Linked DNA regions of Sus scrofa: region 1 is linked to region 2. A link is a contact called in public Hi-C data. All regions are on one chromosome and are shown on one strand. The core of a region is the stretch at or near the end of the contact, and the rest is flanking DNA. Distances in the headings are between cores, read along the strand shown.

Evidence for each region. Hi-C and Micro-C count contacts between places; a contact is called where the count stands out from the background.
Region 1: a contact with region 2 is called in a Hi-C map of embryonic fibroblasts, with 2.5 times the contacts expected there. The contact joins the promoter of COL9A2 here to the promoter of PPT1 in region 2. A contact is called at or near these places in 3 of 47 Hi-C or Micro-C datasets (embryonic fibroblasts and epiblast stem cells) and 1 of 2 datasets of contacts at active chromatin or transcription factors (alveolar macrophages).

The regions. Positions count from the first base shown.
Region 1 is chr6:96,080,147-96,083,122 of Sscrofa11.1, forward strand. COL9A2 (collagen alpha-2(IX) chain) reads right to left here and starts at 1,401. Exons shown (of 33, transcript XM_003356334.5): 1 at 1,274-1,401; 2 at 719-900. The coding sequence starts at 790.
Region 2 is chr6:95,859,221-95,862,188 of Sscrofa11.1, forward strand. PPT1 (palmitoyl-protein thioesterase 1) reads right to left here and starts at 1,638. Exons shown (of 9, transcript XM_003127823.4): 1 at 1,474-1,638. The coding sequence starts at 1,597.

The DNA.
Region 1 (2,976 bases), core at 151-2,650, 220 kb after region 2:
GGGACGGGAGGTTGAGGGGACCCAGAAAGGAAAGCCTGTTTTCTCCTACTCAGAGCACCCCTCTTCCGGCACGGCTTCGTTCTCTCCTGGGTGGCAAGCAGGGGTCCCGCGCTTGCCAGATGCCCGCGCCCTCCCCAGACCGAGAAGTGCCAGGCTGGCGCCCCTCAGGCGAGCTGCGGACCGTACAGGGCATCAGGCGGCGCCCGGCCCCTGCCCTTCGGCTCCCGCGTGGCGTTAGGCCCCCTCCCCAGCCGGCCCTCGGAAGTGAGACGCAGGCGCGCCAACCCGGCGAAGCGGCAGCGGCGGAGCCAGAGCGGAGTCTGGCTGGAGCCGGCGCCCCCTGGGAGGCTGCGGGGGCGGAGGCGCCCAAGCCCCGTGAATGGGCACCATTGTCTCCACCGCCACCTGGGCTCTCCCGACTGCCAGGACCCGGCGCCGGCTCCTGCCCCACGCTGCCTGTCCCCGGCAGGGCCGAGCATTTGGGGATAGGGTCCCTCTGGTTCCCCGGCTCATCCGTCTCTTTTCACGGTGCCGAGATGCGCCTGATTTGTGCCCCTACCGAGGGGACGTGCGCCGAGGAACTGTCTGAAGCTGCTTCTCGGGCTTGGGAGTGTCAGTAGAAGGTGGAGGTCTGGCAGAGCACTTCACCAGACCATAAGATCCTGAACCCCAAACCCCAGAGCCCGCACCCCGGTGCCTCAGTGGCCGCGGGACTTACGATCTGCGCTAGGGCGAGCCCGAGCACCTGCAGGAGAATCAGGAGGTTGCGGGGGGCGGCCGCAGGCGCCATGGCGGGTGGCGGGTTCGAGAAGGATGGAGGCCGGCTCCACGCACGCACCGACGGCTGAGGCTCTCGGAGCGGCGGCGGTGGCTGCTCTCGAACCGGGCGGGCCCGGCCTCCTGAATATGCGGCGGGGCGGGGCGGGGGGCCCGCGGGGTCTGTCACCTGAGAGGACCCGGGGAGGGAGGCCCGCGTCCTCCTCCCAGCTCCGCCCCACTCCTTCCAGCCACCAGCGCCCACCCTCCATCCTTGCCCCGGGCTTCCCAGAAGCAGCGGCCGGGTCGGGGCCGGCGATCGTGGCTCCGTTTCTCTGTGAGGAGGCAGAAGGCCATCCGAGGTCCCTACCCAGCCTGATCTCCAGGAGCCAGCCCCCTTCCCCCTGACCCTCAGTCCTCATCCCATCACATGGTCCTCGGCCACTTCTGCCTGCGAGTCCCCGCCTGAGTCCTCTCCCTCAGGGCCCAGTCCGAGGGTGCCTCGGGTTCTGCGGACCTAGTAGCAGGTTCTGCCCAGCTCACCATCCACCTCGTTCCTCTCCACATGCAATCAGGCCTCTTCCATATTAAAATATACCAAAGCCTTTCCTGGATCAGCCATCCTGTGAATACCCCTTGGCCTCCTCCCTCTGGCTCCACGCTAACAATAGCCGAGTTGTCTGCACCCCACCTGTAAACTTCTCATCTCCCTCTCCCCTCCCTGCTTCTGCATCAGCTGGGAGACCAGTCTCCTGGAGGTCACAGTGAGGCGAAACCCCTCTTCAGTCCTCCAGCCATGAAACTGTTTGCACCTGGGTCCGCCTTTGCCAATCCTGTCTTCCCTGTCCAGGCAGGCATCCACCATTCAGCCCTTCTGCTTCCCTTTTTTTTTTTTCCTCTTTAGGGCCAAACCCTTGGCATATAGAAGTTCCCAGGCAAGGGGTCGAACTGGAGCCACAGCTGCTGGCCTACGTCACAGCCACAGCAATGTGGGTTCTGAGCCACGTCTTCAACCTACACCACAGCTCACAGTAACGCCAGATCCCCGACCCACGGAGCGAGCCCAGGGATCAAAACCACATCCTCATGGATACTAGTCTGATTTGATCCAGCTGCGCCATAACGGGAACTCCCAGCCCTTCTTCTTCTATTGCTTTTTCTTCTCTGCAGCTGCCTTAAGCACCAGAGTCTGTAGGCTTGACCACCTCTCTCACTCTAAGTGATCGCCTCCATGTTCATGGAAATGACCACCACCTTATTTACCAGACTTTCCAAAATCTACCTGTCCAGTATAGCCTCTCTCCAGAATCCCTTACCTTCCCTTTCATTCACTTAAGCAATGTTGGTAAAGTGCTTTGGAATCTGACTCTGTCACTGACTGTATGACCACAGGACCTAAAATCATATGAAGACTCAGTTCAGGAGTTCCTGTTGTAGCGCAGTGGTTAATGAATCCGACTAGGAACCATCAGGTTGCAGGTTCGATCCCTGGCCTTGCTCAGTGGGTTAAGGATCTGGCATTGCCTTGAGCTGTGGTGTAGGTCACAGATGCGGCTTGGATCCCAAGTTGCTGTGGCGTAGGCTGATGGCTACAGCTCCGATTGGACCCCTAGCCTGGGAACCGCCTTATGCTGCAGGAGCGGCCCTAGAAAAAGGCAAAAAAAAAAAAAAAAAAAAAAAAAAAGAAGAAGACTCAGTTCATCATCTGTAAAAGGGAATAATAATATTCCCTATCTTACAGGGGTTTTGTGAAGAGCGAATAGAATGATGCATATGAAGTACTTAGCAGCAGCACATAGTAGGTGCTTGATACATTTTAGCTTCCATGGTGATTTGTGGAGGTCTCCATTTACCAGTCATGCACCCGATGAGGGGAAGACAACCAAGAACAAATCAGCTAAAATGTTCAAGGCGAATACTCTCAGGTACCCGGGAAAGTCCAACTCCCCCGCAGCATGTTGGCCAAGGGCCCTGGGCTTGAAAGTGTGTTCTTGGAGCTGAGTTTGGGAGAAAGGGCTTGAAAGAACTTCATCGTTCTGCCTAACAGAGTGAGGAAGAATTTGCAGTTTGTAGGAAGTAAGATGAGAGGAGAAGAAAGGGAGAGAGGGCTGATGGCACTACCTGGGTGTGCGGATTAATATGTGTAAAGGACTTCTAAGAAATGGGATGTCCAGGAGTTCCCATTGTGTCTCAGCGGTAACAAACCCGACTAGTATCCAT
Region 2 (2,968 bases), core at 388-2,887:
CCAGGGATCACACCTGCGTTCTCATAGATGCTGGTCAGAATCATTAACCACTGAGCCCTGACGGAAGCCCCGCAACTAGAGTGCTTTTATTTATTTTTATTGCATAATGATTTTTATTTTTTCCATTATAGAGTGTTTTTAAAAGGCAAATCACATGAGGATGCAGGTTCGATCCCTGGTCTTGCTCAGTGGGTTAAGGATCTGGCATTGCTGTGAGCTGTGGTGTAGGTCACAGACGTGCCTCGGATCTGTCGTGGCTGTGGCTGTGGCACAGGCCCGAAGCTGTAGCTCCAATTAGACCCCCAGCCTGGGAACCTCCATGTGCGGTGGGTGCGGCCCTAAAAAAAAGACAGAAGACATAAATAAATAAATAAATAATAAAAGGCAAATCAGACCATGTCACTCATCTGCTCAAAACCCCCGCAATAACTTTCCATCTCATTCTAGCCAAAGTTCCTACAGTTGCCTTAGCAGGCCCAACATCAGCAGGCTACCTCCCATACCCCCTCCTACCCCTGAACTAAACCTCTCTTTTCTTCTCCTTGCTTACTTAGTTCCTGCTACAATGATCGGAATGCTGTTCCTTGAACATACCTGCATACCAGACATATTTCCTCAGAGCTTTTGCATTTTCTGTTCCTTTGGTCAGATATCCACATGGCATCTTCCCTAATGGATTTCAGGTCTTTGTTCTGATATCACTTTCTCAGTGAATCCTTTCCTGACTTTGCTCTATAAAACTGCAAGTCCCCATTTCCAGTCCCTATCCACCTCCCTGCTTTATTTTTCTCCATTGCACTCATCACCATTTGACATACATGTTTTACTTATGTATTTATAGTCTGTTTCTCCCACTGAAAAGTTCTTTTTATTTTTTTCATTACTCAATGAATTTATTGCACTTATAGTTGGACAATGATCATCACAATCCAGTTTTATAGTATTTCCATCCCACACCCCCAGCGCATCCCCCACCCCCCGCCTCTCTCCTTTGGAAAGGAAAGTAAGTTCTTAAAGAGCAAAGAATTTAGTATGTTTATTTTACTGCTGTATCCTCAGTATCCAGTAGGTGCTCAATAACGATGTGTTAAATGTAAGTGCCTAACAAATCTTTGTTCAATGTGTGGATGAACGCAAGGATAGATGCCACGGTCATGAAGCCACAGCCCAGCCCTCCTGAGCAAGCGTCATATGCGGCACCCTGACGCCACTACCGTGGGCATTAAACCACACCACCGCGTAAAACCCTGCCGCAGTGCATAGCCCTCTGTAAGTGCTCACCAAAAGACAGCTCTTTCTCCATCTCCCTTTCCAATACAGAGCAACCCCCAAATCCTAAAACGTAGCACCAGCCAGGTGCTATGAGACCACAGTCCTCGCCCTCCACCCTCGCACTTTGCAGACGCGAACCTAGGCTAGGAGAGAGAGTCGCCAAACCCATTTAGCCCTCTTCTCCCTCCCTCCCCCACTCACCCATCCCATGCCAGATCACGAGCGGCAGCGGCGCTGGAGGGTCGACATGCCCCAACGCCAAGGCTAAGCAGGATCCCGGCAGGAAAGCAAGAGCCAAGAGCCACAAGGAGCTGGCCGACGCCATCTTGATCGATCACATGATCGCCCCCCTCCTCGCCCGGATCTGGAGTAGGCGGCCCGGCCCGCACCCTCCACACCTCCTCGGGGGCAGCTAGGTGTGAACTCTGGCTTCTTACCCCAGTAGACCGCCAATCACCAGGAATCAAGTTAGTTTTATTTGTTTACTCCGCGCTTACTAGGCATCAAACACTATTTTAAGTGGTGTAAGACTGTTAACTGATTTAATCCTCATACAAGACGGAATACACGTCTCATTTTACAGATTAGGACACTGAGGCACTGAGGATTTGGGTTAGAAATCAAGGTCACAGAGATAGGAAATTGTTGGATCCAAAGCTGTTGCTCCTTGGGGAGTGTCTGTTGTGGCTCAGCATAAAGGAACCCAACTAGTATCTATGAAGTTGTGTGGAATCCCTGGCCCTCGCTCAGTGGATTAAGGATCCAGCACAGCCATGAGCTGTGGTGTAGGTCTCAGATTCAGCTTGGATCTGGTGTGATTGTGGCCAGACAGCTGCAGCTCCAATTCCACCCCTGGCCTCGGAACTTACATGTGCCACAGGTGTGGCCCTAAAAAGCAAAGCAAAAAAAAAAAAGCCCCACCGAAGACTTTGCTCCTAACCTTTGCTTTGTACTGCCTTTAGAAGAAGGGTACTTTGGGGAAAGAAAGAGAAAGGAAGGACAGCTCATCACATATGGAAGGGGAGGGAGTGCCTGTTGTGGCGCAGCAGAAGTGAATCCAACTAGTATCCATGAGGATTCAGATTCCATCCTGGGCCTCGCTCAGTGGGTCTGGTATCCAGCGTTGCCGTGAACTGTGGTGTAGGGGGCAGACACGGCTTGGATCCCGTGTTGCTGGGGCTGTGGAGCAGGCCAGCAGCTGTAGCTCGGATTGGACCCCTAGATTGGGAACTTCCATATGCTACAGGTGTGACCCTAAAAAGCAAAAAAAAAAAGAGAAAGAAATGGTAGGGGAGAGATAATTTCCAGGGCTAATCATGGCAGTGTGTTATTTGTTCTGGATGGCGAAGGAAATGATTTCAACAGGCAAAGATGAAATACAGAAGAGCTGATATGAGCTATGGTAGAGGAGAAATATATGTTTTCTAGAAATGGCAGAGCTTCCAGACTGACAAGAACATCTGTTGGGTGTAAAAGTGATGGAACAAGCCACTCCAGTTTCCTGGTCTAATCCAGAGCTGGATTATTGCAGGAACCTCTCAGCCACCATTTTCCCTTTCCATTCCATTCCAGATTCATCTTCTCAATCCACTTTCATCACATCAGTTTCTTGCTCAAAATTTTTTATTTTATGATTTTTATTTTTTCCATTATAGTTGACTTACAGTGTTCTGTCAATTTCTACTGTACAGCAAAG